Linked DNA regions of Mus musculus: all the other regions are linked to region 1. The links are chromatin contacts, called in public ChIA-PET, HiCAR-type and promoter capture Hi-C maps. All regions are on one chromosome and are shown on one strand. The core of a region is the stretch at or near the end of the contact, and the rest is flanking DNA. Distances in the headings are between cores, read along the strand shown.

Region 1 (3,984 bases), core at 778-3,277:
GCAGATTCACAGCTCTTGTCTTCCAAAGGGGTTTCTGAGAAACCCAAGTAAACTCACAGGTGAATCCTGGATAGTTGACATGGAAAAAAAACTGGGGGAAAACAAAAAACAAAAAAATAAAAAACCCTGACTCCTGCCTGCCATTGTTACTCTAACATAAAAAACATATGTTTGGAAGAGGGGAACAGGGCTTTCTGCCAAGCCGAATGATCCTTGGAGGACACAGGGGAAAGGCAGAAAGTGTTCACAAGTTGTCATCTGATCACATGTGTATCATATCATGTACATATCACATCCTAAAGAAATAAATGTAAAAATACTAAAACTCTATGTAAGGAGTGAGCCAGCTGTATCGTCAGCGAGTGAGAGGCTTAGAACTCTGAGGTGTGTGGCTGAGATGAGAGGTTCTCTTTCCTTCCCATCCACAAGTGTCCCAGGTCTAGAAACCCTCCTGCACTTCTTTCCACAGTCTCCTTGCTAAAGACCAGGTTTCCAACCCATGAGCTCTGGGGACACACTTCTCAGTCTCTAAAACCAATGAGTTCTGAAGGGCCACAGTTTGGTCCAAACAGATTCAGGCTCATTCATGCATAGCCATTTGCCTCCATGATAGTTACAGTTGAGTCTATGGGACTGGGTCTCTCAGCACGGGGGTGGGGGTGGGGGTGGGGGATGGGGACCGGACACTAGCTTTGTAGTGTAGGCAGCCAACAAAGTGGTGTTGTGGCACCAGGCTTCCAGTTGCTCCAATATATTTATTTTGGAAACTCCAGTCCTAGAGGCAGCGTCTACTGCCTTTCTCGCGGCCTAAGTTCAGGATTTCATGAGTTAGACTGTGCACAAATGCTTGGTGGCACCTGCCTCTCACCCTAGTAGTCAAGGACCTAAGACAAAAAGAACATTAACTTGGACTACATAGTGGGAATCTAGTCTAGCTTGGACTACTTAGCAAGACCCTGACTCACCGCTTTGGGCACATAAGCCCAAATTACCCATGTTCACTGGTGCAATTGGACGTTCAATGAATGAATGAATGAATGAATGAATGGAGCTATGGTCTGACAGCTCCTCCGCACTTGGGTCTCTGGGTTTAAACCTTTCCTTTTGCGTTAACTTTTCATTCTGTTTGTGTCATCCCACCAAAATATAAGCTTTATGAAGAGTCCACATTGAGACCTGTATATATATATGAACCAGAGAGGACAGAGAAGCGAGATGGGGTGGGTGAGGAGTTGTCAGCTTAGCCAGGACTGGTGAACACACACCCATCATCCCAGCACTAGGAGATGGAGCCAGGAAAATCAGGTGTTGGAGGCCAGCTTAAGCGGTGTAGTGAGTGTATACAAGACACCGGCTCAAAAAAAAAAAAAAAAAAAAAAAAAAAAGGAGAAGCGCTGGAGAGGAGGCTTCTGCTCTTGCAGAGGACCCGGGATCGGTCCCTGCTCAATTAGGCGGCTCATAGCAGACGGTCACTCTGGTTCCAGGGCGATCCAACGCTCTCTTCGGGTCTTCATGCGCATTGCATGCACACGCATAGACAACAATCTTTAAAAAAAAAGTTTTCAGTTTGTGGACCATGAAAGAGCAGGCGCAAGGCCAGAGTCTGCTGCTCCCCTTAGACGGTGAGCGCCTCCGGTCTAGCGGAATCACCGTAACTCCGCAAAACACGCACTGCCACCAGTGGGCCCTCGCGCACCTCCTTAGAGCCAACCCTTCCCGGGAGCCGCGCGCCTCCCGCCAGGCCCCGCCCTCCTTCTCAGCGATTGGCTGGTATTCTACCCAAGGACCTGCCCCTTCACCTCTGACGGGCACTATGAAAGCCAATGGGGAGATCGCCCGCCCTCCCCGAGGCCGTTGGAGGCGGGCATGGGCGGGCCGTTGGAGGGGGCGGGGCGTGCAGCTTGGTAACCGTTGCCGGGCGCAACGCCCCGCCCCGTGAGGGCAGCGCGAGGCTGAGGCGGGCGGGCGCCTGCTGCGGGCGGGCGCTGCGGGCGGGCGGGAGGGCGGCGGGAGCCGGAGGAGGAGCGGCCGGCGCCGCCACCGCCGCCGCCATAGAGACTGTAGCCGTGGAGACTGTTACTTACCAACGCGGAGCGACACGCAGCGGCCGACGCCGCGGGAGCCGCTACCGGAACTCCCTGCCGAACTCCAGGTGAGCGGTGCGGGCCGGGGCAGGGGGCGGTGGCGGAGGGGGGGGGGACCCCGCTGGAGGGGGGTCGCGGGGGCGGGCGCGGCCGGACCCGGCGCCCCAACTTTGCAGACGCCAACCTCATCCAATCCTGATAGGCGCCTCTGATTTGGGGGAGCCCTGGGCTGGGTGGAACCCCTCTCACACTCTCAAAAGTTTGTAAAGTGAAGCGATCTCTTCTCGCCTTTGACGCACTAAATCTGACTTTGAGGAGCGGGGACTCCAGAAGACCCCTCCTTGTCTCTTACTCCACAACACCTGAAACTCGGAGGCGCCCTCAAACTAGTCAGTCCTCTCTTTGACTACTCCCAAAGCCTGAATTGGAGTTGCCCCAAACCCGCTCCTTGCTGTCATCCCCCTAAAACCTGAGTTGGGGGCTCCCACAGAGCCAGCCATTCTCGTCCAAGTCTGAAAACCCAGAGGCACCGTCTCCCTTTTATACTTATGAAATCGGGGTTCTGGCTTTTATCCATGTACTTAACTCCGAGGGTACTCTTCTGCTTGCCTCATAGTTCTGACCCTCGGGTTTCCTTCTTGACTTAGGATTTGGGGGCTCCGGCACCGTTTTCTTGTGCTTTGACCAAAATAGTCACTGCGTTTGTTCTGTTCTGGAAGGAACTCCTCCCTTCGCGTTTTCTTGCCCATCCCAAATACCCCCGGCGCCCCAAATCCTCGGACCACTCTCCCCTGGAACCCGACACCGCTGCGTTTGGGGGTCCTTTACCATGCCGCTCCGGGAAGCTCAAGCGCACCCATAGCGTCCTCTTTGCCGAGATCCCCAATCTAGAAAACTTTCCCGAAGGAAAATATTGTGTGAACCGTTTGTAGGAAGATCCAGGAGGCCGGGAGAGTGCGTGCGCAGCCCTCCTGTGCACAGGCAGCACATCCCAAAACACCGGATTGTCTTCCTCGCCCCTTTCCATGGGTCATATCCGAGTTCGCAGTTGGGATTCGCTAGGGCTGCGGTTGTTTCCTTGGACCCTAGAGAGCTCGGTTCCGGACAGAGCCCCCTAGGGTGGCGGGGAGGGGAGTTGGGGCGGGGAACGCACCAAGAAACAGCTGGGACCGCTGTCTCTCCTGAGACTTCACCCCTACTTTAGTACGTCTCCGGAACACTCCGGTACTCAGGTCCCCCAGGAAAAATCCTACAACGATTGAGTGTTAATAAATGTAACTTTATTAGCATGTACATAAGTGTGGCCTTCTCCTGTGTGTATAATGTGTTGTAATCATAACCACCACTCGCCTCTCTTGACCCTGATGACCCCCACTCCTCCAGCCCTGGCTTGCTTCTACTTTTTGCTCCCTTTTTCCTTGAAGGGAACAGAGTTCAGTTGGGGCCACGGCGCAGAGGACAGTGGGTCCCTCCTCAGAAGTGGCCGTCAGGTCCTCGGGAGTCAGATGACTCTTTTCTTATTGTCAAAAGTGATTTGCTTTCCGATTTAAATTTTTACGTGTATTTATTGTGTGTGACTATACTGCACGTGCACACACCCCCGGAGGTTAGAGGACAGATTACAGGAGACTCCCTTCAGCACTTGATCTTGGGAGCTCAGTACACTTGGTGGCAAGAGCCCTTACCTGCGCATCTCCCTGCCAGTGGAATGAGCTTTAAACTTAAAGTGAAGCGAAGACAATTCTAGAACAGTGATGATATTAATAAAATAATAATGACGTAAAACTTCTCTTAAAATGTTTTCCTGTTTGAGTTTTTAACGTCAGCCTCAGCCTGTGAAGGTGCCTGTTTGATGGGACTGAGCTCTGGCTGAGTCCCTGCCGGTCCTCAGTGGAGCTTG
Region 2 (3,938 bases), core at 311-2,810, 870 kb after region 1:
TCTTCGATGGGTCAAAGTCAGGTGGGTAGTATTTCTGTGGAGAAGAGGGCGTTGCTGTTTTCTGGTGCTCAGGTCCCATACGGGCAGGAATGGGGTCTGAGAGCCATGTTAGCAGACGCAGGATACTCTGGTTTAAGGGATCTATCTGCTCAGGATTCAGCTTGCTGGAGCCTTTCCAGACATGAGCTGTTTGAAGCACAGTCATGAGAAGAGAAGTTGGGACAGGGAGGAGTGCACAAGCTTCCAACACAAATTATATAGTGTGGTGGGTCACTTTCCTACGCTGTGACATGCCTTCTAGGGAAGGTTCTAGAGGCCCAGGGTTTGCAGTAAGGGTGGACCCCTGCTGCCTATCACATGATAAGATTCTAGACACTCATGAGGAAATGGAGGCCCGACATAAATCAGACCTTGTCAATGGTGGCCTAACCTGCACTAGGGTACCACACAGGCTGCAGGGCACCATCCCAGGGCAAAATCTGGCCAGTGAATCTCCTTGGGGAGAACAGGCTCTGGCCTCTCTGTGTGCTTGGGAGGCTGGGGTGAGGCGCACAGGGACAACCACTCTGGGTTACTGGCATGCCAATGTCCAAACCCAGCACCCGGGAATTTGAGACAGGGGGCTGAAGAGAGACAACTCCCCTCTCCCCCAAAAAGAAGCTATGTGGACCACCAACAAGGAGGCTCTGCTTTTGACACCTACTGGCAACCAGGCTCACGAGAGAGGAAGCTTTGCTAATTCAGGCGGTAGACGGGAATGATGGTGTACAACTGTCATACCAGCACTCAGGAGGCTGATGCAGAACTGTGAGTTTACAGTCAGCCTGGGCAGTGCACACAAACGTGCTGCACAGACAGACATGAAGGAAAAACATAAAGTGAAAATAAAACTAATCCTTTAAAAAGTGAATATAGCCCATCTTAGGTGTACAAACTTTTGGTCTGTGAGTTCGAGGCCATTCTGGGCCTTCTGTGTACAGTGAAACCTTAACCCAAAGCAAACATTTAAAAAACAGATCCAGGAAATGGAGAGCAAAATTTTCCAAGAGTGGAGACTGAGTCACCCCAGAAACCCCAACATGATGTAGACATCTCTGCAAAAGGTTTCGGATATTAATTCAACAAAAGCCGGGAAGAACTGAGGTGACCAACAACATCCCCTGATCTGATCTGGGGAAAACCCACAAAGAAGCAGTCCTGCCCCCAATTGGGTAAAGTGACAGAAGCTCCGCTTCCCTGGTGATGATTGGTTACTCACGAAGCTGGGGGGGGGGGGGCGGGGAGAGGGGGAAGCTAACGACCGCCCCCAAAAATGTGATTGGCAAGAGTTTGGAAAGCTCCCGCCCGACTGGAAGACGCGCGTGCGTGTGCGTGCGTGTGCGCGAGAGGGGCTTGCAAAAGGAAATGACCGGAAGGAAGCACGCCTCGCCCGGAGCCCTCGCACACTTCACCCTCTGTAGGAACATTTAGACTCTGAGCACTTACGTTTAAAACTTTCCGTTCCGACATTTTCGCTTCCTGTCCAGCGAACAAGCGAAGAAGCGGTCCTCAGTCTACGGGGAGTTTCTCCGATTCAGCGCCTCAGTGTCGCCACTTCCTAAGCCGGCTCACTGGTTGGTGCCTACCCGCTTCATCGTTCTCATTGGCTGCAATCTTTGTCGATCCGAGTCGGGAGTGCGCTTCCGTTCCCTTCCGGGTGCCGGTAGTTGAAACCCGAAATAAAGGTTCCGGGACATGTGGATCCTGTGTGCGCTTATCTAGCACACTGAAAGGATGGAGAAAGCTGCCTGGGATAATAACATTTTCTCTCCTAACTCTGATCAACAATGCTGTTTGTTTTTTTGAGTCAGAGTCTCACTGTGTGTCCCTGGCTGTCCTGTAACTCACTATGTAGCTCAGGGTGGTCACAAACTAAAGGAGATCCTCCTGCTTGTGAGTTCTGGGACCAAATAATTAAAGGCCACCATGTCCCGTTCTGGTGTTCCTTCTTCTTAAGTTTCTTTATTTCTGCTGCTGGGGATGGAATCCAGGGTCTTTGCATATGCCAGGCAGGCACTCTACCACAGAAAACACCACCCAGCGCTCTAATGCTGGGAGGTAGCCTCTCACTAAGATGCCCAGGCTGGCCTGGAGCAGACTCTGCAGTCCAGCTTGGCCTTAAATTTGAAACAATCTTACTGCAAGCCTGGAATCAGTGACCTGCCTGGTTTTCATTGTGTTTTGTTGGTGGTGGTGGTGGTGTGTGCGTGCGCGCGTGCGTTTCTTCTTTCTTCTCCTTTTTTTTTTTTTTTTTTTTCGAGACAGGGTTTCTCTGTGTGGTCCTGGCTGTTCTGGAACTCACTTTATAGACCAGGCTGGTCTCGAACTCAGAAACCTGCCTGCCTCTGCCTCCCAAGTGCTGGGATTAAAGGCCTGTGCCACCACCACCCGGTGCGTTTCTTCTTTTATGAGAGAGGAACTCACCACGTAATCCAGGCTGACCTTGAAAACTCAGTAGTCCTCCCCTCCCTCTGACTCCCAAGTGCTGGGTTTACAAATAAGAGACACTGTGCCCAACTCTTTTTACTTTTTTCTTTAAAAAATAGTATCTTTGCTGTTGTTTTGTTTTTGTTTTTGAGACAGGGTTTCTCTGTGTAGTGCTGGCTGTCCTGGAACTCAGTCTGTAGACCAGGTTGGCCTCAAACTCAACAAAGATGCGCCTGTGGCTGCCTCTAGTGTTGGGGATTAAAGACATGCACCACCACTGCCAGGCTTAGTATTCGTTTTTTACATTTGTTTATTTATTATTTGTGCCTACAAAATATGACAAGCCCCAGCATTGAGCCCAGCCCCCATTGCTCCTCCTCCTCCTATTCTTTTGGTCTTTTTGAAACAGGATTTCTAGGCTGGTCTTTAGCTTGCCACCATCCTCCATCCCTACCCCCACCCTCGATATCCTCATTTCAACAAGGCTGGGCTTTGTCCTATTTTCCTCTTAGCTGAGGAAACAGGTGCTAGGGGTGTGTCTCCAACATTCTCCTACAGGTAGCTCCTGTGCCATGTCCTTTTGCAGGGCCTTGCACCTTGCTCCATCCTCTCCCTTTCTCCCACTTTCATGCCCCCCTTCATGCACTGTACCATGTGGAATTCCTTTTTGAAGCTAGCACCATTCTGTGTCCCCCCAGGCTCCTGACCCTCGAGCCACATTAACTTCTTTTTGTCATGAAGGCCTTGTTTGGGGGCCCGTGGAGATGACTCAGTCGGTGAAGCCTTGGAGGTATGAGGCCTTGAGGTGTGCTGTGTGCACACAAACACAGACAAGCCCCAACGTCACTCACTCCATGGACATGATGGACAGACAGGGATAAAGAGGCGCTCCTGTGCTGGAGCACAGGCTGTTCTAGCTGAAGACCCAGCAGTCACCCTGTGGACCGGTACTCCTGCTTCACGGGCTCTGGCGCCCTCGTCTGGCCTCAGTGGGCACTGCACATAACCCTTTACTTATATTTGAAAATAAAATATTTAAAAATTTAAAATGGGCAAAGAGGAATTCTTAATTTTAATAGTAATTCCTATTGGGTGGTGGTGCACGTCTTTAATCCTAGCACTTAGGAGGCAGAGGCAAGCGATCTCGGTGAGTTTGAAGATAGATTGGTCTACAGAGTCAGTTCTAGGTCAGCCAGGGCTACACAGAGAAACCCGGTCTCAAAACAAAGAAACAAAGAAACAAAACAAAACACCACGATGATGATGATTCTTATTTAATCCGTCTTTCTAATTAAATCACAAAGTTCACAAAGCCCCGCACCGGCAGAAGAAGAAAGATCATCCCACAGGGTTGGAAATTGAGGTCTGAAGAAGTCAAGTGAATTATCCAGTGCTTCGGAGCAGCCCAGTACATGGAAAGTCAGTATTCAGACTCAGGACAGGCCACCCTGCCACCCTCAAGTAGACGACAT
Region 3 (4,017 bases), core at 331-2,830, 570 kb after region 1:
GTACAGAAGGTGGAGGATGATGGCAATGGCTTTGGTGAACTGTGCGGAGTCACCCGGTTCCTTGGGCAACTGCAGAGCCCGCTCCACTTCCCGAACCCCTTTGCTGAGCACACCCATGAGGTCGGCAAAGCCAAGCTGCATGCCCAGGTTGCCCTTGGCCGAGCGGTCCTGCAGCACGTAGGAGAAGAGCTCTGCAAACGACAGGAAGCTGCTGGCGGTCATGGGGCTCAGGGGCTCCAAGTTGTTTTGTTGCATGTCCAAGGCATACTTCCACAGACGGATACAGCGCTCGAAATTCCCGGAGTCCGCATAGACAGCACCCCGGTACCGTATGTAGTATGAAGTGTCAGGATGTGAGGGGCCCAAGATTCTCTCCCGTATCAGCAGCGCCTGCATCCGCATTTCATCAGGATCTGTAATGAGGGCTTCCAACTCTTGGGGTGTAGTCACCTCCCTGGAATAGTCATAGGCCAGAACCAGTTGCTGGGGCTCCGGCTTAGGGAGGTAGCCTCCACCCTGGTGACGGAGTTCCATCGCCCTTCTCCAGTGCTTCAGGGCTCCAAGCAGATCCCTTTTCTTATCCACGTAGGTGGCACCCAGCAGCTCCAAAGCTTCCACAGCTGCTTCCCGGCTGGTAGGGCAGCAGCTCTCATACGGTTCTGCTTCTTCTGGGGTGGAGCAGTGGTTTCCTGCCACCTGGGAGGAGCCTTCCCCGGGAAGCTCTGTCCCTGAGAGCTGCTCGTGGCCCGGCTGTTCCTGGATGAGGTACTCCACGATGTTGGTGTGCCCGGTGACGCTGGCGGCCAGCAGCGGGGTCATGCCATAGCCGTCGCGCTCCATGCGCGCGTGGCAGCCCAGCAGCAGCTGTAGGATCTCCAGGCTGCCAGATTCTGCACAGTCGTGCAGGGCGGTGTTGCCCTTGGCGCTGCGCCGGTTCACCTGTGCGCCGCGCTCCAGCAGGTAGCGCGCGATCTCGCGGTGGCCCTTGTAGCAGGAGATCATAAGGCACGTGTGGCCGTGGCGATTGGCCACCTCCAGGTCCGCCTTGTGCTCGCCCACCAGGTAGCGTACCACGTCCAGGTGGCCGTCGAAGCAGGCGGCGCGCAGCGGCGTGGAGTTGGTGCGCGTGGTGCGGTTGACCGAGGCGCCTCGGCGCAGAAGGCTACGCACCACGGCCAGGTGACCCGCGGCCGACGCTGCCCAGAGCGGCGGCGCGCCCTCGATGGTCTCGCCATCGAAGTGCACGGAGCCGCTCGCCTCCACGCTGGCGCCGCAGTGGTCCACCAGATACTCCACCACGTCTAGGTGTCCACGGCGCGCTGCGATTAGCAGTGGCGTGCCACCGCCGGCCACCTCACCCAGCAGCTCCTCCAGCTCCTCACGCCCACGGCCGGCCAGCAGCTTCTGCAGCAGCGGCAGCTTGCCGTCGTGCGCCGCATTGTACACCGCTGTGTGCAGATCCATGCTGGAAGCCTCGCTGCTGGATCTAGCCGGGCCGCCGGTCGCCAGAGACAACCTTCACCTTCTCCCGGGCTGTCATCTTAGCGGGTCTCCGGGAGGAATAAAATGGCCGCCGCGAAGGGGCGAGGACAGAGTGTGCACAGGCATGCTGGGAAATGGAGTCCTATGAGCGATCGCCCGCCGAATGATACTGGAATCAGAAAAGCGAAAAAACTACATTTCCCGAAAGGGATAGGGGGGAACCGGTGACAGGACGGCAATTTCCGCCAAGCAAGGCCAATGGTTAGTGCGATCCTTGGGAAATGTGGTGACATACTTCCTGGTATTGACTCTAAGGCGGAGATTGCCGGCAGCATGTTCTCACTCAGTTCCCAAAAGGACGTCTCTCAAAAGGGTCTCAGTTTTCAATTCCTACCATGCAAGTCTATAAAGTTGTATGTGACCCTGAGTATTTGATGACATACTTCCGGTTACTGTCACTGACACAGACTCTAGACAGGGCAAGAAGTCCGAGCTTTAGCTCGAAGAATACTGGGCGAGGTACCATTGAAAGACTACAGTTCCCATCATGGAAATACACCATGTTTTGAGGGGCTCTGAGCAGCTTGGCCAGGTGATAATGTGCATTCTGTCATTCATGTCAGAATCCACAGGAAAACATGAAGTGGGGGAAAAAGGAATTCGCTTCCCACAGCGCCGTGGGGCACCCGCGAGACGAAATGTAAATAAAAAGCCTCCCTTCGTATCGGGCAAGGCTCGGCGGCCCTTGCGGACGACCCAGGGTAGCGTGGTGCTGTACTTCCGGTTTTCGAGGTCGCGCAGGCAGGAAATGAATGGGCCTCCGCCTCCTTTGCGGACTACATTTCCCAGCGGGCAACAAAGGCAACTCCCAGCCAATCCGGAGCGAGGTGGAAGGCGAAGGGCTTCTACGAAAGGCTTGCTGACCAGCAGGGGGCGCGCGCCGAGTGTAAGATCTTGAGCTGGCAGCGCACCCCAACTCGCCTTTAGCTATTTGCAGAAATGTTAGGCAGTCTCGATTTTCACGTTAGCTTTTCTTTTTCTTTCTTTCTTCTTTTTTTAAGGAGCCACATGCGGGGCTAGAGAGATGGCTCAGTGGTCAAGAGCACTGACTACTTATCCAAAGGACTCTGGTTCAATTCCCAGCACCCACATGGTAGCTCCCAACTGGTCTGTAATTCCAGTTCAAGGGATCTTACACTAATGCACATAAAATAAAATTAAATAAATAAAAAATTTAAAGGCCACATGCTTTCCCTCCATCCGCCAAGGCCAGCAGAGGGCGTCGGGATCTTTGCCGCTGGAGTTACTGGTGGTGTGCGCATCCCTATGGTTGAGAGTCACAGCTGAACCACTGCTCCAGTTCCTCAAGGTCTTTTTAAAGATCAGTTTGAGGTAGGATTTCATGTAGCTCCGGTTGATGTCAATTCCCGGGACCCTCGTGATGGAAGATGAAAACTGATTCCCAAGGGCTGTCCTCTGACATCCATACATGTTCTGTAGCACATGGACACACACAGAGAATAAGAAAAATAAATGTAGTTTAAATTTGTATTATTGTGTGTGCACACACACACCGCAGCACAGGCACAGAGATCTGAGGACAACCCTTGGGAGTCATCCTCTTCCACCGTGTGTGCGTCCTGGGGCTCAAACTCAGGTCATCAGATTTGGCAGCAAGCACCTTTGCTTGCCTAACCACCTCACTAGTTGTTTTTCTTTGTTTTCAATATGATTTGTCTTTCTGTACTCCCTCAGGCCTGCAGTGAGTCAGCTCCAAGGAGACTGGGGGGGGGGGGGGCTGTGCTGGTGGCCACTCCAGCTCCTGTCTGCACCTTGTGTCTATCCATACCTCAGCCTGTCTCTGCTCTGCATAGCTCCTCTTCAGCTTCTGACATTTGCTTGTCTTGCACAGGCTGCTTGCCCCTGGCACCCCACTGCGTGTGAATAGCCATAAGCCACCTCGGAACCCCTGACCAGCAACTCTCATGTAGAGCCACAGCTGAGCCTCTGGCACGCACTAGCCATGCAAGAGACTCAGACAATTAGAGCTTCACCAGGGCTCTCCCACTAGGTGCATATCTCCAGGCTGTGGTGGCACAGGTGCATGCCTTTAATCCCAAAACCCAGGAGGCAGAGGCAGTTGGATCTCTGAGTTCGAGGCCAGCCTGGTCTAGAGAGTGAGTTTCAGGAAAGCCAGGGCTACACAGAGAAACTGTCTCAAAAAAAAAACAACTATATATTTATTATTGTTTATTTATATTGGTTTATGTACACATATACATGTGTATATATTTAATATTTTTAAAGATTTATTTATTTATTATATGTAATACACTGTAGCTGCCTTCAGACACTCCAGAAGAGGGCGTCAGATCTTGTTACGAATGGTTGTGAGCCACCATGTGGTGGCTGGGATTTGAACTCAGGACCTTTGGAAGAGCAGTCGGTGCTCTTAACCGCTGAGCCATCTCTCCAGACCCTTAATATTTTAATACGTATGTTCTTAAGCACCCAGAAAGTAGAAAAGGTGGTAGC
Region 4 (3,914 bases), core at 1,186-3,685, 670 kb after region 1:
CGGCACTTACAATAGTCTTCCTCAGGTTGCTATGTGGCTGTTTTACCCTGGAACTCTCAGATCTCTCCACGAACACTCAGTTCCCCGGTTCCTTCCTCTTCTTACAGTTACTATTATAGTTCAGGACAGAGTCCAGCATTACCAACTGTGAGGCAGGAGGATGGTGGGCACTGGGCCAGCTTCAGTCACTGCTGTGTGCTGGCGACATTAGCTACCACACTTCAGTTATCTCAGTGTTCAGGGACAGTTTATCAAATGACTAAGTAACTTCTCATGGTTATGACAAAAGGAGAAACTGAGTCAGGGGCCTGGGAGCTGACAGATATGCACAGAATAACACCAGGCTAGAACTGGGACTTGAATCCAGCCCTTACCTGGAAGCTCATTGCATTACAACCTTTCCCTGGGGTCCACCCTAAAATTTGGGAGCCTAATGATCTAGTCTGGGAATCTTCCAGAGCTATGCACACGGTCAACCCTACCACGGTTCTTTCTTTGGTCAGGACTACAGAAGACCCCACCTGCACAGCACCCTCTGGAGTGGTTACCTCCGCTGGTTTCCACATGGGGAAACACAGGGTTGGGGCTCAGAAAAACCATGCAGGGGAGACACTGGGGTTCTTGGAGGAGTGAGCTCACTGGGCCCCCGGATCAAGTCTCACTCTCTTTAAGCCTCCACTAAGCCCTGGATGGCACCTGAGTCAGTGGGTGGCACGCCTTCCTGTGGCCATGATTATTTGGCCTGTATGCTGAGTCCCCTCATACGGAATCAGATTTTTGTGAGGTGAGTCCTAGCTTGCCTAGGGCTGAGAGAGTAAACTGAGGGACAAGTCTCTATGTCTCTTCATACCCTCAGGATCCACCACTCACCCATTACGGAACTAGCAGCCCTGGCCCAAGTCTGGCTCACCATGTGTGGGAAGGCCCAGGGCAGGTGTTCTGTGATGACTCTCTTTGTTCTGTTACATTGTACAGTCCCCATGGCCCCGCCCTCATCCCTCCCAGTCACCCACATCCTAGGTGCGGCCCAGATCATGAACTTATTATGTTTTAAAGTTGTCGCTGCCTGTGTTGATCTGCCAGGGTTGTAGAGGGCTCAGCACGCACAAAGGTCTCAAGTGCAAGGACATTCCATGTGGAGAAGAGGCGGCCACTTTGAGGTCCCAGGACAGAAAAACAGGAAGTTTGGCACTCAAAGCCTACATTCCTGTTCTCTCTCTCTCTCTCTCTCTCTCTCTCTCTCTCTCTCTCTCTCTCTCTCTCTCTTTCTCTGTTGGCTGTTGTTTGTTACAGGATCTCTATACATAGTTATGGCTAGCCTGGAACTCACTTTGTAGACCTGGCCTCAAACTTACAGGCATCCACCTGCCTCTATTCTAAGCACTGGGTAAATGGGTAAATGTCCTGGTATATGTTGTGTTTGGGCCGGAACCCAAGGCCTCTTGCTTACTAGGTGAGCACTCTACGCACTGGGCTACACCCTAGGGTCCCTTTTGTTTTAGAGACAGCCTCGGTGTGTAGCCCACCCTGGCTCAGCCTCTCTTTTGTCTGTTTAAGCACCCCCAAGAAGCCTCAGGGAGTCACGAAACAACTGTCCCAAGTCAGACAGGGAAACTGAGGCTTATAATTAAGTTACTTGTTCAAGTGAGTCAGGTTTGTCTGAGCTGTGTCCTAACCCCAAGGCAAGGTGTTCAGAGGCGTCACAGCCTGGAGCTCGGGAAGTGACCCAGAGGCCTGTTTCCAGTTTAGTGTTCCACCCTGTCCCTCTCCAGCCCCGCTGCTCACAAAGGTGACAAACCAGAATATGGTTCTGGAGACAGTGTCTCCATCTCTCTGGCCATCCGCAGCCCATATTCTGGACCCCAGTTTATCCTCCAAACCAACACTGAAAGAGCCAGGAGGCTGCAGACCTGGATCAGGTCACCTGCCAATTATGTGACAGCCACTGTCCCAGTTCCCAGATGGTAAAACTGAGTTCAAGCCCTCGGGCAATGGGAAGCTTGAAGTGCCAGTCCCAGTCAGGGTAACCCTGCACCAGCCAGAGCCACAGTGGGGTCCAGCTGGCTACCTCAGAGAATACCTAGACCATTCTGGAGTCAGGCTGCACACTTGTACAGAGCCAAGTCCATCAAGTGTCCTCTTGAGGACATGTGTTAGGACTATTACAGTAGCCCACAGCAACCTGCTCACAACACCCATGCTCCCACAGTCAGTAATAGGTATACAGAGGAAACTGAGGCGGGATATACAGAGGACGGTGTGGGGATAGGAGGGGACGGAAAGAACCCAGGATAGCCAATGCAGGACCCCATCGCTCACCTGCTCCTCGGGATGTGTCAAGCCTTCAGTTTTCTGTAGGTGCCTCTGTGGGGCCAGAGGCATTGGCCGCTGGATCTGAGCCCGGCCGCTGGCTAGGAGGCCACGCCCCCGAGAAAGGGCTCGCCCCCTCTAAACGCTCACTGGCTCAGCAAATGGTAGCGCACAGGCAGTGTACGAAGGAGCCAATGGCAGCAAGCCTCTGCCAGGAGGTGGGAGGCATGACGCGGGCGTGGGCGAGGGCGTGGTCTGCGGCCGGGAGATTCCTCCGGAATAGCGCCGGCGCTGGGTGCCCAGCGCAAGGGATGCCGTGGCGGGAAAGTGTTGGAAGGAAGAGGAAGGAGACTGAGACAGAGAAAAATGGGGTATACGTGCACCGCGCGACAGAGATCTGAGAGGCCAAAGCGAAGAGAGGCGCCTCCGCGAGACACCTGCATCCCTCTGAGCGGGTCTCAGTTTACCCACTAGGTAGTTAGAGTGTCACCTGGGACTCCCATGACAAATGCACCCCAACATTTGCCTTGCAACAATTTTGGGGTTCCTGAGTACTGCGGAGACTCTCTTTCAGTTGGTGTCTCTGGAGTAAGGGGGGAGGCACTGTGATGACCTCCCTGACAGAGGCCAGACAGGGCCAGCTACCTCCCAGGGGGCAGCTGTGAGACCTGGAAAATCAGTCTGGGAGTGATTCCCACACTCCCACCACCCCCAACCCATCCCCAACACCCCCACCTTACTCCAAACTCCACCCCAACTCAACCACGGGTCTGCACTTCCTGTGCCTGGATGGCCCTGTCACAGCAAGGACACTTGGAAAAGCCTCATCTGCCATCTTCCCTCTTCAGAAAGCCCCCTCAGGTGTTTGCTGACTGCATTCTAACCTTCCTTGCATGAGCCTTAACACACAAAACTAAATCCAGGCTTTTGAGAGATAGAAATTGAGACCCAGAGAAACCTTAAGTGACTTGCCTAGAGCAGCACAGACCCAAGTGGCTTTCCTGATTTCAGATTGTCTGTGCTCTGGGCCAGGAACTTACAAGTTCAGTAGCCATCCCAGCTCTGCCGGGTGCTGAACATGGCCTCTATCTGCTCTGTACCAGGAGCTCACCCTTGTGACAGCCACACAGGACCCTAGACAGAGCTCAGTATCAAAGACAGAGACCACAGCTCTAGGTTTTTCATACCCCAGTATGAGCCAGGGCAATTAGTGTGTTTTTGAGGTGTGTGGGGGGAAGCAGGTGTCACTGAAGCAGGTTTGGGGGCTTCTGATTTTTGAGCACTTAGAGTCTGAGGAACCCACAGATATCATAGGTGTGATAAAGTGGGGATCAAACCCAGCTGTGTGGGTTCAGGGCTAGAGCCTACCCCTCCCACTTGCCTAGAGTCCCGTGGTGAGAGGCTGGGTCGTGGACAGGGTGGAGCCTCTGCCTAGAATTCCCCAGTGAAGCCTTGAGTGGGCTCTTGTGAGGATGTGGACTGTCTTCCCTGGCTCTGCCAGTGTCTCCCTCACCAGGTCCTCACAGAGTCTAGCAGAGGTGCTCTGGTGCGCTTGATCCTCTAGATCAAGTGGGCAAGGGGGCATGGGCGGAGGTAGAATTATT
Region 5 (4,123 bases), core at 1,618-4,117, 610 kb after region 1:
TCTTTTCAGGGCCATTGTTATTTTGATTGTGAAGATTCTGTGGTTCTTGTTAGCTGGGGCTGAAGAATCAGCTGTGATTAACAAGATACCAGAACTACTAAAGTGAAAATTTTGCATTACTAGAACTATTGATGGTGGTTAGCTGGAGCTAAGAAATTAGCTGTGATTAAGAAGAGACCAGCATCATTGAGGTGAAATCTTTTGGGAAGTGTTTTCTGAGAGCACAGAGGCTGTGTTTCAGAGATAACCAAGGTTTTACTTTGTGCGGCAGCAGGACTTGGTAATGTGTAAAAGTCACCCTAGATGGTACTGATTTTAAAGGCATGAAGGGGTCATGCAGAGCAGCTAAGGCTTGACACTGTGAGAGGCCATGGAAGGCCATTGGTGAAGGTGCAGCCTCAGTTGCAATTGATGGCCCAGGATAGAAGGGGTCATGCAAAGGAGTTGAGGCTTGGCACCATGAAGAGAGCCTATGAAAAGCTGTTGGTGAAGCCTAGTTACAGCGGAAGACAACAATGTTTTGAAAATGCCAGTACCATGAGATGACCACCAAGAACAGCAGCAGCAGTGGAGTACAGGCAGCTGGAGCCTAGAAGACAATGTGTGTGCTACAAAGAGCAGGGCTGGAGAAGTGACCCAAGCTCTTGGAAGAGCCCGGAAGATAGTGAGTTGGATTCCACATATTGGATGGTTGGAGTCTGATTTTGCTTTTGATTGTGACTGTGCCCTGATATTTTCCCCTCTTGAAGGAAGAAAGTATTTTTATGGAGCCCACAGTTAAGAGACTTTGAATTTTAAAAGATATTGGACATTTTAAAGGGATTGAACTTTAATATTCAAGACTGTGGGACTTTTAAAATTATTTAGATCTTGGGAATGAATAAGAAAGTAAAGCTTGAGGCTTAATAGTGATTGATGTGTTTGTGTATCAAGTTGACAAGGGGTCATTGTACTGGCTGGTTTTGGGTGTCAACTTGACACAGCTGGAGTTATCACAGAGAAAGGAGCTTCAGTTGAGGAAATGCCTCCATGAGATCCAGCTGCAAGGCATTTTCTCAATTAGTGGTCAAGGGGGAAAGGCCCCTTGTGGGTGGTACCATCTCTGGGCTGGTAGTCTTGAGTTCTATAAGAAAGCATGCTGAGCAAGCCAGTGGAAATAAGCCAGTAAAGAACATCCCTCCATGGCCTCTGCACCAGCTCCTGCTTCCTGGCCTGCTTGAGTTCCAGTCCTGACTTCCTTGGAGATGAACAGCAGCATGAAAGTGTAAGCTGAATAAACCCTTTCCTCCCCAACTTGCTTCTTGCTCATGATGTTTGTGCAGGAATAGAAACCCTAAGACACCCTCTTTCTGTCTTTAGTAGTACATGTTCATGTCAAAGGTCTCCACCTCTGAGTGCTGGAGCTGACCCTTGACCCCAGAGGACCTCCTCCCTCCCTCCCCCATCACATAAGTTCATCTTCAAGTTCAAGCAGATGCTGGGGCTTAGGCTCAGTCCCAATCCCCAGCTTCTCATTAACCAGGCATGGTGGTGTACAGTCACCCCAGCACTGGGGAGGAAGAGGCAGGAGTTCAAGATAAATTTTAGCTACATGAGACTCTTCCCCAAAATGGGTGTGAAAAGAAAGGGGTCAGGAGAGAGAAGAGGATGGCTGGAACTGGGGAAGACCAGGAGAGCCGCCAGGCCCTCAGCCACGTCCTGTAATTGTGTAACAAATGGTGTCTCCAGGGAGGGTTCCTGGAAAGGGAACAGGGTTGCAACATCATGTTAAAAATGTAGCTCTCAGGATTTCCGGTCAAAAAGTTAACTAGCTAGGAAGCTAAGTGGGGACACTTCAACAACAATGGAGGATGCTCACTAAATGTCACTCACCAAACAATGGATGCCCTTCTGCAGGAACCCTGTTAGGATAACTTTTGGGGAGTGTGTCTTTATTTACAAAAGCTCTTTAGAGGCTTGAGAGAGGTGGCTCTGCGAGGAGGGGAGTCCATGTCCCAGCACTCATGTGGCCTTAACTCCAGTTACAAGAAATCCATTGTGGGTCTGGAGAGATGGCTCAGTGGTTAAGAGCACTGACTGCTCTTCTGAAGGTCCTGAGTTCAAATCCCAGCAACCACATGGTGGCTCACAACCACCTTTAATGAGATCTGACGCCCTCGAATCTGAAGACTGCTACAGTGTACTTAGGTGTACTTAGATATAATAATAAATTTAAAAAAATTAAAAGGAAAGAAACCCATTGTCCTCTTCTGTCACACTCGCGTGGCTCAGACACAATGCACAGATAAGAAGTAAAACATGAGCCGGGCGTGGTGGCGCACACCTTTAATGCAGAGGCAGGTGGCAGAGGCAGGCGGATTTCTGAGTTCGAGGCCAGCCTGGTCTACAGAGTGAGTTCCAGGACAGCCAGGGCTATACTGAGAAACCCCGTCTCGAAAAACAAAAAACAAAGTAAAACATGGTGTGGGCGAGATCTAGACAGAGCAGGCAGATCTTAGAGTTCAAAGCTAGCCTGATTAAGTGGAGAGTTTCCGAGCGCTGGGATGAGCGGCGTAAGCAATCTGGGACTAGAACCCGGGGCCACCTTTTGGAAGGCAGCTTTCCTAACCACTATTCTACCAATATCTCAGCTTTCTTAGATATTTTTAATAGGTCACTGCAGGGTCGAGCTGGCCAGCAGAACTGGAGCAGGGGTGTCCATCCCGCAGTCCTCTCCCAGACAGCAAGGGGCCACCAGCCTTGCCTTCAGCCCTAAGACGCTCCTGAGCATTGTCCCCTAGAGTTTCACGGACGTTGGTTCTGCCCTGACGTTACCCAATCAAAAGCCTCTGCTTCTGCAGCTCAACTTCCGGGTCAAAGGAGGCGCAGCTGGCGGGTCCCCCCGGTGTCCGCCGCCTTCGCTGTCCCCCCGCGCCCGCCACTTCCGGGCCCTCGTCTTGGGCATGGAGCGTCGCGTGTGAGGCGCCGCCGGCCCCGGGGACGCCCTGCTCAGCTTGTCCTCCGCGCCACGCTCGGGTGAGCAGCGTCCGGCCCCGGCTCGCCGCCTCCCGCCCCGGCCGGCGCCGTCCGCCCGCCTCGGCGCCGCGCGCCCTGTCCTCGTCGTCCCCGCCGCTCTGGTCGCCGCGCTTCGCCGGTTCCGGGCCGCGCCCAAGAGCTGCTGCCGCACCGCTGCGGAGACGCAGCCGCCAGCTTCATCGCAGAGCGCGGCTCAGCCCGGCGTCCGCGCAGCCTCCGCCAGCCTCCGCCAGCCTCGTCTCTGCCAAACCCTCCCTCCCGGCCTCATCCTTCCCAACCTGATCCCCTCAAGCCTCATCCTCTTCCATCTTGATCTTCTAAAGCCGGATCCCCGCAAGCCTGATTCCCCTCCCAGCTTGATCCCTCAAGCCTGATCCCCAAAACTTGATCCGTCCAACTTGTTCCCTCAAGGCCTGATAGTCCAGGTTGACCCTCCTCTCAAACCTGAAATCCTAAAGCTTCATACCCCAAAGCTTGAAACCCGCAGCATGAACCTCTCCAAATGACCCTACCAGCCTGACTCTTCCAAGACTGGTCACTCCCCAAGCCTGATCCTTCACTCAGCCCTTATCCTCTGCCTCAGTTTCCACATTGTCGCATGCCAAGCTTGATACCCTCCCAGACTAAAATCATATCCTCTGTCTCATCCCTTTCCTCCCCGGATTAGCTTGAACCCCCTCAGCTTCCAGCATTCATTCCCTGCATCTTGAGCCCCACCCTTAGGATCTCGGCCTTAGGCCCATCCATCCCCTCCCCATCCACGATTTTGCCCAGCCTTTGACCTCAGCGGCCTTTTTGCTGCCTGTTACCCAGGCTCCCTCGGGAGCCCCCAGGGCAATCACCAACCTGCTTTCGAAGAGTTGGGACTGGTGCCCAGGAGGTGTGGACCACAGTCGCCAGTTCCCTGCTGGGTCCCAGGGAGACCGCACACTGAGGGACACGTCTCTTCCAAGTACAACCCAGGGCATGTTGGCAGCCCCGAGGGGCTGGGAGGCTCAGTTAGAGTCGAACCAGGTAGATAGGGTTAGGCACAGGCGGAGACTCCCGCCCGCATGGAAAGTGAGTGAGAAGAAGCCACACACATCACCGGCCCCTCCATCTTCACCGG
Region 6 (3,953 bases), core at 141-2,640, 950 kb after region 1:
AAAAATGGCCACCTTGCCCCATACAATCTACCGAGTCAATGTAATCCCCATCAAAATTCCAACTCAATTCTTCACACAGTTAGAAAGAGCAATTTGCAAATTCATCTGGAATAACAAAAAAAGTAAAACAAAACGAAACAGGATAATGAAAACTATTCTCAATGATAAAAGAAATTCTGGGGGAATTCACTATCCCTGACCTCAAGCTGTATTACAGAGCAATAGTGATAAAAACTGCATGGTATTGGTATAGAGACCGGCAGGTAGATCAATGGAACAGAATTGAAGACCCAGAAATGAACCCACACACCTATGGTCACTTGATCACACCCTGGTCACCTCCCCTTTGGGGGCCAGAATAGTTGGTGTTTGGGTTCATAGACCAAGCTGGTTTAAACTTTTTTTTTTTGGAGACAGGATTTCTTTGTGTATCCTCCCTGGCTGTCCTGGAATTACTAGGCTTAAACTTTTGATGTCCTGACTCCACTTCCCAAGTGCTGGCATAATGAGCCAGTGCAACCACTAAAGGCTGGGAATGTGTTAGTGTTTTGGCTACCAGTGTTTAGCTGAAAGAAGTGTGAGCAATTTAGATGAGTCTTTTTAAAAATGGATGATGCCTGGTGAATATCAACCAGGAGGTTTAAATTTGACCTGGATAGTCTGGATGCTCTTTTGGCTGTGAGGCAGGTGGATCACTCCACTTGAGGTTGTTTAGTGATCTGTGTATGCTAGAGACCTTGTGCCTAGATTAAGGAGCCTCCTGAGTGCAGCAGAGCAGGGACGACTGTGCAGTCCTGCTGTTAGGAAACATAATGGAGTGAGGTGAAGTAGCTTTGGCAGATCGAGCTGAAGTGTGTCCTGAGAAATTACGCCATGCATCTGGTGTAAAAAAGCTTTATTGGGGGGTGGGGGTTGGGGGACTGAGGTCCTGGCGAAGGGACAGAGGCAGAGAAGTGGGCATATGACAGGCAGAGAGAGAAAGGAGCGCACACCGGGAACAGAGAGACGGCCTGCCGAGTAGGGAGAGAGCTCCGGTGGCTGGTGGGTGGATACATTCATCCTGAAACAGACCGGGCGCGCCTGATGGCATCGGCAGGTGATGGCATCTGATGACAGAAGTCTCTGCTAGGTCCCCGAGAGTAGGCTTGTGGACCTGCCTGTACGCTAACAGGCGCAAGTTCTATGGCAATGCCTGTCTCTCCGCGTCTGAGACAGTTCTGTGCCTGAGCGGACACCAGGACTGGGAACCACTGTGCTGTGATACTTCACAGCCCTCGGTGACTAGGGGAGCTGTCACTCATTCCTTACTAGCCAATCACGGCCGCATGGATCCGCTAGCCAGAATGGGGAGAGCACTTCCGTTCCCTAATACTAAAGGTTCGGGCTCGGGTCTGAGGGAGGCTCTTGTGGTTCCGTGTCCTGGTCTGCCACCCGCTGCCGGGAGCTGTGAGGAGAGCGGGGCGAGCTCGGTCTCCACGCCATGGTGAGCGGGGCCGCCGTCCCCACGCGGGGAGGAGCCTTGGGAGACTGTGTGGGGTTCCTCCCGGGGTGCGGGAACCGGCGGTCAGACTCGCCGCCCGGCGTGATTGCGTTTGTTCACCTGAGGTCCCTGCACCTCCGGAGCGGAAGCCGGACGTCTGACTTCGATCCCGGGCTGCGCCTGCGCAGAGTGTGGGGCGCGGGTCCTGGAGTGAAAACATCCTTGTTGCTGACGTCACCATGCAGTGAGCGCCTCAGCTGCTTTTCCTGTGTCCAGGGAAGGCAGATGTGCTGACATGGAGAACCCTAGTTTCTCCGGTGTCTTCTACAAGTTCTGCACTTGGCACCTGAGGTTCTGATGTATGATCCGTCCGCAGTTAATTCTGTGCAGATGCAAAGTGTTTGCCATCGACACAGACTTGTAGATGCCTTGACCGTCCAGTAACGTGTGTTAGTAAGGCCAGGCTCACTGGGTTTCCTGGCCTCTTTCATCAACATTTACTCTATTTTAGTTGTGTGTTTTTTTTTCTTTTCTTTCTAAATTTTCTCTCATGTTCTGTTGATCTCTATTCTTTCCCAGGAAGTACTGTGCAGGCAGGTTTTCCCGGTTCTCTGAGAGAACTGGGTGGGGAGGGAAACAAGGGATAATAGCGAGCAATCAGAGAAAAGATACACACTTAAACCTGAGTTTGCAGGCCTCCAATTGTTTAATTTCTTCTTAGACAAGTTAGGGAAGGTTATTTTAAGGAAGCCTGTAACCCCTCTAGAGGAGTTAGTGTAGAGGAGTAAAGCTTTGTTCTCTTTATTTACTAAGACCAAACCTTCCTTGTTAGTTAGAAAAGACCTGTTCTGTCCCATAGTAAGGAGAAGTCTGCCTGCTCCTTCTGCTCTCTGCAGCTCTTTTTTTTTTCTCTTCCCTCTGCATTCTGTACATTGCTCTCATAGTTGTTTTTTTTTTTTTTTATGTTATCTATGGTTTCTAAGTTGTTCCACTCTGTATTCTCCTTCTAATCTTGCTCTCTCTTTCTGTTCAGATGTCACAAAAATGCTCTTATTCTCATTGCCTATATGATTTGATTTATGCCCCACAGGGTTGCCTTGGTCCAATCTTTCCTTCTTTGTAAAGGAAAAGTGTATTCTGAGCCCATGCATGTTGAGAAGTTATACTTTTTGTTTATTTTGATTTATAGAATTTGTATATTTTGAGTTTATATGATGTCAAAGTCAAGAGATTGCCCTTAGTATTCGACGAAACTTTAGACATTTAAACAGTGTTGGGACTGTGATATAATATGGAGATCTTTGAAATGAGAATAATTACATTTTGAATTATTGCTAGACTAGGAGCCTGTGATGGTTTGAATATGCTTGGCCCGTGGGAAGTGGCACTATTAGGAGGTTAGAGCCTCATCGGAAGAGGTGTGGCCTTGTTAGAGGAAGAGTGTGACTAAGAGGGTAGGCTTTACGGTCTGCTACAGCTCAAGCTTCACCCAGTGTAGAGAGCCTTTTCTTAGCTGCCTGTGGAAGAAAGTCTCCTGGTTGCAATTGGATCAAGGTTTAGAACTCTCAGCTCCTCTAGCGCCCTGTCTGCCTGCAGGCTGCCATGCTTTCTGCCATGATGATAATGGACTGGATCTCTGAAACTGTAAGTCAGCCCCAGTTAAATGTTTCATTTTATACAAATTGCTTTGGTTATGGTGTCTCTTCACAGCAACAAGACCCTGATTAAGAGAGAAGTTGGTACCAGGGACTAGGGTATTGCTGTGATAGGCCTAACCATACTTTTGTTTGGATGAATTCAAATTTTGGATCTTTGGGTTTGTAAACCTGCGGAGTACTTTAAGTGGAGCTTAATGGGCCATCCTAGCAGAAATATGGACGACATCAGTGCTGAGGGTGAATTGAATTCTGGTGGCCTGCCTGTCTCAAGAGCTTTCAAAGGGAAAGAACTTTCCTATGTTATCTAGAATTTGCTCTTGTGATATTTTGGTGAAGAATATGACTTCTTTTTTGCCCTTGTCTCAAGAGTCTGCCTGAGGCTAAGGTAAAGAGATTTATATTAAATGCATTGACAAAGGAAGCTTCAAAAACAGCCTAGTTTAGACTTTATCCTGTGGTTCACTTTTTTTTTTTGGTAGAATATGATTTTAATATTTTCAACTGTTAATATTTAACAAGCAGAATAATTATTTTAAGATATATTTTGTTGTTATGTCTCTCTTTTCATTTTTGATTTTATTAATTTGGATACTATCTCTGTGCCCTCTGGTTAGTCTGGCTAAGGGTTTATCTATCTTGTTGATTTTCCTCAAAGAATCAGCTCTTAGTTTTGTTGATTCTTTGTATAGTTCTTTTTGTTTCTATTTGTTTAATTACAGCCCTGAGTTTGATTATTTTCTGCCATCTACTCCTCTTAGGTGTATTTGCTTCTTTTTGTTCTAGAGATTTCAGGTGTCCTGTCAAGCTGCCAGTGT
Region 7 (4,368 bases), core at 1,493-3,992, 530 kb after region 1:
TGGGGCCAGGGAGGGGGTCCAAAACCAAACCCTTGGACCTGGACACCAGAGGGCAGCAGTGCCCTGCCCAACCATAAAGGTGAGTACAGGCCACAAAAACCTGGCAAATCGACTTTGGCCCCTTCTCTGCTGGCAGCAGTGCACTCAGCGCCAAATGGGCCTCACAGGCGCTTGCCCCACCCGAGACCCCAATGCTAGCACAGGCAACTCTCAGTACCTCTAGACACCAATAAAAGATAGCCCAGCTAGAGGACAAGGATAAGATGCCCCAAGTGCGGGCAACTGGGCTGCAAAGATGACTGGAGAGGTGTAACACGGGTTTAGGCACCAAGAAGGGCCACTGGCCCCATTTTCCCCACAAGCCTAGACTAATCAAATGGATCCTCGGGGGAGGGGTGTGTGTGTTGCTGTCTTATGGAAACAAGCTGCAGGCAATCAGGGTGGATCTCAAAAGTAAAACCTGGTCCCCTCTTACTGCCGACACGTGAAGACTGTTAAACACATTCCAAGCAGAAACTACCTTGGGGCCCTCTATGGCCACTTCAAACTATCTCAAGAAAGATAACGTTTAGGAGAGAGTTTAAAAGATAATAAAGAGTACCAGGCTTCAAAGCACGAGGCCAGCTGGCCAGCTGCTGAGGAGGCCTGCCTTTGTTCGCCCCCTCCTCCTCCCCAGCAGCTGAGGCATCTCCTTCCAGGAGGGGGGCGGGAACTGACTGGCGACTTGAGGGGGGGCGCGGGCCTATTGCTTGGTGGCTTTGAGAAGCAGGGTGCTTGGAACAAAGCTCAGAGGGTGGATGAATGGAAAGGCGCCAGTGGCCCCCTTACCTGTTTGCCCCTATAAAAGAGTCTCTGTAGTTGGGGTTCCACGTGAAACACTTCCTCAATCTTTTTCCTCAGCTCCTGCACCTTGGTCAACCTGGACAGAGAGTTCACGGTGTGGGTCTCCTTCCCATCCATAGTTCGAACCTGGATCCACATGATGCCGATGTACTGGAGAGAGAGAGAGAGGGAGACAGAGGGAGACCCCCCCCTCCAGTCAGTGGGGCCTGCCAGGAAGGAGGAGGGGAAGTAGAGTACCCTCGCCCCGTTACATCGGATTGAGCAAAGGAAGCAACTCCCACGATCAATCTCCTGTAGTCCTGGCCTCCTACATAGGGCAAGACCCCACCCTGGGAGGACCAGGTGGCATAAATTAGGCACTTAAAAGTTTTAATAACCGGCGAGTGGGGACACTTGAATGTGAATTGCCAAAACACTCTGGGTGATCCAAGAACATCCATCCACCACGCTTCCAATGAGGGAAGAGGGAAAAAATGTCCATGGCGGGATAAAGACCCTGGTCGGGCTGAAAAGTGCCAGCAGCTACTCATTCATTCATTCATTCATTCATTCATTCATTCATTCCACGTAGTCTTAAGTCCCAGTAACTGGAACTCGCCAACTCCGAAGCGGACTGGAACCTCTCAAGTCCCAGGAGGGAGAACTCGGTCACAGAAGGCAGGGGCCCCCGCGCACGCACACACACACACACACACACACACACCACTCAGGACTCCCCCAAAGTTCCAGACCCGTGCCTCCCGCGCGCGTACTTAGAGCAAGACACCCCCCCGCCGTGGCCATGGCAACCGGCAGTCCGGGCCGGGCCACCCGTTAGCGCGCGCTTGTGGCCACAAACTCACCTGAACCCCACCCACAGCTGGCTGCCCTAACTTCCCCTCGGGACACAGACCCTGGCCTCCCGGAAAGGCGCTTTAAAGACCCGGGAGGCACAGAGCCCACGCCCACATCCGCCGCCGCCGCCCAGGCCAGACCCCTGGAGCCCCGCCGTTTAAGTTCCGCCCTTCCCGGAGAGCTCGCTGCTGATTGGCTCCTCCCGGGCTACGTGCCCCGCCCTCCTCGCATGCGATTGGCCTAGATGACCTCGGAGACGCCTGGGCGCGCGAAACCCGACTCGGGCGCGACAATTGAATCTCGGGGAGTGTCCGCTCTTAGGCGTGGAGCCGCGTGCACTTCCCCGCCGGACCCCACGCGTTTCCCGCGAACTTTAGCGGCACCCAGGAGAGTGAAAAACCAGGTGCAGCGTGGAGGATTCCTCTCAAGTTGCCCCTCAACGGATGCAGAAGCACGCATGCGCAGTGGCTGTGCAATGCCCCGAGCCACGCGCGGGAAACTTATGCCAAGTTTTCGGGTCTAACCGTGTGCACAGGGCCGGAGAGGGAGGCTCAGCGTGGAGGACACAACTCGGATTCCTCTTACAAGAGGTGTGGAACCCACGCGTGGGCAATGGCCCTCTGCAGATCTCACCCCACGCGCGGGAAAGTTTTGCAAAGCTCCCCCCCACGACCCGGGCCGTCAACGTAGTGCGCCTGACCAGTAAGAGGGCTAAGCGTAGAAGACACCCATCGGATCCCCTGAAGCAAGCCCCCGCAGCCTTGTGTGAGAAGGGTTCCTTTCAGTTTTGCGTGGTGCCCCGCGTGCCACTGTGTGCATAGAACGCGCTCTTCCACTCACCTCTCTCACGGCGGCGATCCGCACTCTCCTCTCCCTTGGAACGCCTGGTTCTAGGCTAGGGCTCTGCGGCTGGGTGACCCAGAAGGGAGCCGCGTGAGTGGCTGAAGACCCAAGTGAGCACTAGAGCGCGGGTTCCTTCCAGCTGCTAGGACTTTTTTTCCCGCGAAAACTCAGGGCGTTTTTATTAGTGTGCACAGGCTGCTGCGGGAGACTTCCACCCCAATTGGGTGGGGAGGGCTCTTGATTCCTGATTGGCTGGCGCTGTGGCGGGAAGCGAGAAAGCAAGTGGGGCGTCCGCATGACTAAGGATCTACCCCACCCCCGGCTCCGCCCAACGGGCCATGGACTTTCCCTGCCGGCTATGCTCACTTTACCAAGAAGGCCCAGTTCCCCCACCATGTAAACCTCATAGCATTCCTGGGAGAGGAGAAAGGGACACCACCACCACCCCGAGACTTCTGACCACACTACATGTCTATTCCTTCTGAGCTGGACAAACTTTGACCTCTTAATCTAAGCAACCCTGAATCTATATTCATATCCCCTAGGGGAACTTGAGGGGTGCCTCCCCACCAGATACCCTGCACCCCATGTCAGGTCTGAGCTCATTGAGTAACAGAACACTACAGATGGTCTCTCATGCTACCCATCCGCAGGGCTTCTTTTCCTGCCTGGTTTCCCCACCCCCACCCTGCCGGTCAGCAAGCTGTCCAGGCGTGCAGGGCCTCCCTGCCCCCTCCACCCCGGCGGCCTGCTCTGTTCTAACCATTCTTGGCGGACACTTGGCGCGCGCTGGGCATCTGTGCAATAACTAGTGGATAGAGAAACCAGAGTTAGGGGGCCCAACTGCTTGTGAGGCACACCCTCCCCTCCAGCATTTGCCATCTCTGGGAAAGCAAATCCTGACCTAGAAAACAGTGGAGAAGAAAATAATGAACATAGAGGACAATTCCAGGTACATCCACAAGTCATGAGGTCAGAAGTGACCAGTGGCCACGTGGGGGCTGGGACAGAGGCACTTCCGGCTGAGGAAGCCAAGGACACATGAGGTATAAAGAAGGCTTAGAGGGGAAGGCAGGAGGAGGCACCTGGACTGGAACAAGTAAGGCATCAGAGGCCGAGTGAAGGACGTTGGTTTTAAAGGTCCTTAGCAGAAAGACTTCCAATTTTTGTTTAACTGTGTTTGTTTTTTAAAAGAGTCTCACATAGCCCAGGCTAGCCTTCAACTTGCTCTGTAGCTGAAGATGACTTAGAACTCCAGAGCCTCTTGCCTCCATCTTGCTAGTTCTGGGCTAACAGGTATTGCACTAACCCCAGACCATTTGTGGGGCTCGGTAGAAGTTGTCCCTCCAAAGATGTTTCAAGTATCTTTCCGTGAGCCCCAAAGGTCTCCAGGCCCTCACCTCTCACCTCCAAGAGCTGGGAAAACAGGGATTTCTAATGGTAAGGAAAGATTTCCCAGATGGTCATTAGCCTCCTGACACCCTCCTGGCACTCAGGCACTTGGAAAGTAAAGCCAGGAGGATCAGGGGTCGAAATCCATCCCTAGCATGGGCTACAAAGACCATCTCAAAAAAATGCATGTAACAAAGATAATTAACATTAAAGGTCAAGGCGAGGGGCTGGAGAGATGGCTCAGCAGTTAAGAGCACTGGCTCCTCTTCCAAAGGTCATGAGTTCAATTCCCAGCAACCACATGGTGGCTCACAACCATCTGTAATTGGGTCTAATGCCCTCTTCTGGTGTATCTGAAGACAGCAACAGTATACTCATATAAACATAAAATAAATATTAAAAAAAAAAGTCAGTGGGGCTGGTGAGATGGCTCAGTGGGTAAGAGCACCCGACTGC

What was found. Promoter capture Hi-C pulls out the DNA fragments that hold promoters and counts their contacts. ChIA-PET counts read pairs in DNA pulled down with a chosen protein or histone mark. HiCAR-type assays count read pairs that join an accessible place to other places.
Region 2: a contact with region 1 is called in a promoter capture Hi-C map of liver, with 4 times the contacts expected there. The contact joins the promoter of Yju2 here to the promoter of Rfx2 in region 1. A contact is called at or near these places in 3 of 39 promoter capture datasets (liver and pre-B cells), 5 of 484 Hi-C or Micro-C datasets (CD4 T cells, CD8 T cells, cardiomyocytes and 2 more), 1 of 115 datasets of contacts at active chromatin or transcription factors (large pre-B cells) and 2 of 9 other capture datasets (adipose tissue and liver).
Region 3: an RNA polymerase II ChIA-PET map of memory CD8 T cells shows a contact between it and region 1, with 50 read pairs. The contact joins the promoter of Fem1a here to the promoter of Rfx2 in region 1. A contact is called at or near these places in 2 of 39 promoter capture datasets (cranial neural crest and liver), 1 of 484 Hi-C or Micro-C datasets (CD4 T cells) and 2 of 115 datasets of contacts at active chromatin or transcription factors (memory CD8 T cells and pancreatic cancer cells).
Region 4: a promoter capture Hi-C map of neural stem cells shows a contact between it and region 1. The contact joins the promoter of Tnfaip8l1 here to the promoter of Rfx2 in region 1. A contact is called at or near these places in 2 of 39 promoter capture datasets (neural stem cells and pre-B cells) and 2 of 115 datasets of contacts at active chromatin or transcription factors (astrocytes and pancreatic cancer cells).
Region 5: a contact with region 1 is called in a promoter capture Hi-C map of pre-B cells. The contact joins the promoter of Dpp9 here to the promoter of Rfx2 in region 1. A contact is called at or near these places in 1 of 39 promoter capture datasets (pre-B cells) and 2 of 115 datasets of contacts at active chromatin or transcription factors (embryonic forebrain and pancreatic cancer cells).
Region 6: a contact with region 1 is called in a HiCAR-type map of astrocytes, with 4 times the contacts expected there. The contact joins the promoter of Zfp119a here to the promoter of Rfx2 in region 1. A contact is called at or near these places in 2 of 39 promoter capture datasets (the C10 cell line and liver) and 1 of 115 datasets of contacts at active chromatin or transcription factors (astrocytes).
Region 7: a promoter capture Hi-C map of embryonic stem cells shows a contact between it and region 1, with 2.5 times the contacts expected there. The contact joins the promoter of Uhrf1 here to the promoter of Rfx2 in region 1. A contact is called at or near these places in 3 of 39 promoter capture datasets (embryonic stem cells, erythroid cells and neural stem cells), 2 of 484 Hi-C or Micro-C datasets (embryonic stem cells and nephron progenitors) and 2 of 115 datasets of contacts at active chromatin or transcription factors (pancreatic cancer cells and stem cell-derived neural progenitor cells).

The regions. Positions count from the first base shown.
Region 1 is chr17:56,829,051-56,833,034 of GRCm38.p6, reverse strand. It overlaps Rfx2 (regulatory factor X, 2 (influences HLA class II expression)), which reads left to right and starts at 2,027. Exons shown (of 17, transcript NM_009056.2): 1 at 2,027-2,152.
Region 2 is chr17:55,956,809-55,960,746 of GRCm38.p6, reverse strand. It overlaps Yju2 (YJU2 splicing factor), which reads right to left and starts at 1,560. Exons shown (of 8, transcript NM_028381.3): 1 at 1,486-1,560; 2 at 1-34. The coding sequence starts at 1,509. It overlaps Gm16712 (predicted gene, 16712), which reads left to right and starts at 1,346. Exons shown (of 3, transcript NR_108021.1): 1 at 1,346-1,613; 2 at 3,771-3,885. Ebi3 (Epstein-Barr virus induced gene 3) reads right to left here. Exons shown (of 5, transcript NM_015766.2): 5 at 3,725-3,938.
Region 3 is chr17:56,254,356-56,258,372 of GRCm38.p6, reverse strand. Fem1a (fem 1 homolog a) reads right to left here and starts at 1,580. Exons shown (of 1, transcript NM_010192.4): 1 at 1-1,580. The coding sequence starts at 1,464.
Region 4 is chr17:56,161,012-56,164,925 of GRCm38.p6, reverse strand. Tnfaip8l1 (tumor necrosis factor, alpha-induced protein 8-like 1) reads right to left here and starts at 2,435. Exons shown (of 2, transcript NM_025566.3): 1 at 2,320-2,435.
Region 5 is chr17:56,217,633-56,221,755 of GRCm38.p6, reverse strand. It overlaps Dpp9 (dipeptidylpeptidase 9), which reads left to right and starts at 2,867. Exons shown (of 21, transcript NM_172624.3): 1 at 2,867-3,015.
Region 6 is chr17:55,876,390-55,880,342 of GRCm38.p6, reverse strand. It overlaps Zfp119a (zinc finger protein 119a), which reads left to right and starts at 1,390. Exons shown (of 4, transcript NM_144546.6): 1 at 1,390-1,483. The coding sequence starts at 1,481.
Region 7 is chr17:56,301,711-56,306,078 of GRCm38.p6, reverse strand. Uhrf1 (ubiquitin-like, containing PHD and RING finger domains, 1) reads right to left here and starts at 2,742. Exons shown (of 17, transcript NM_010931.3): 1 at 2,518-2,742; 2 at 829-993. The coding sequence starts at 981.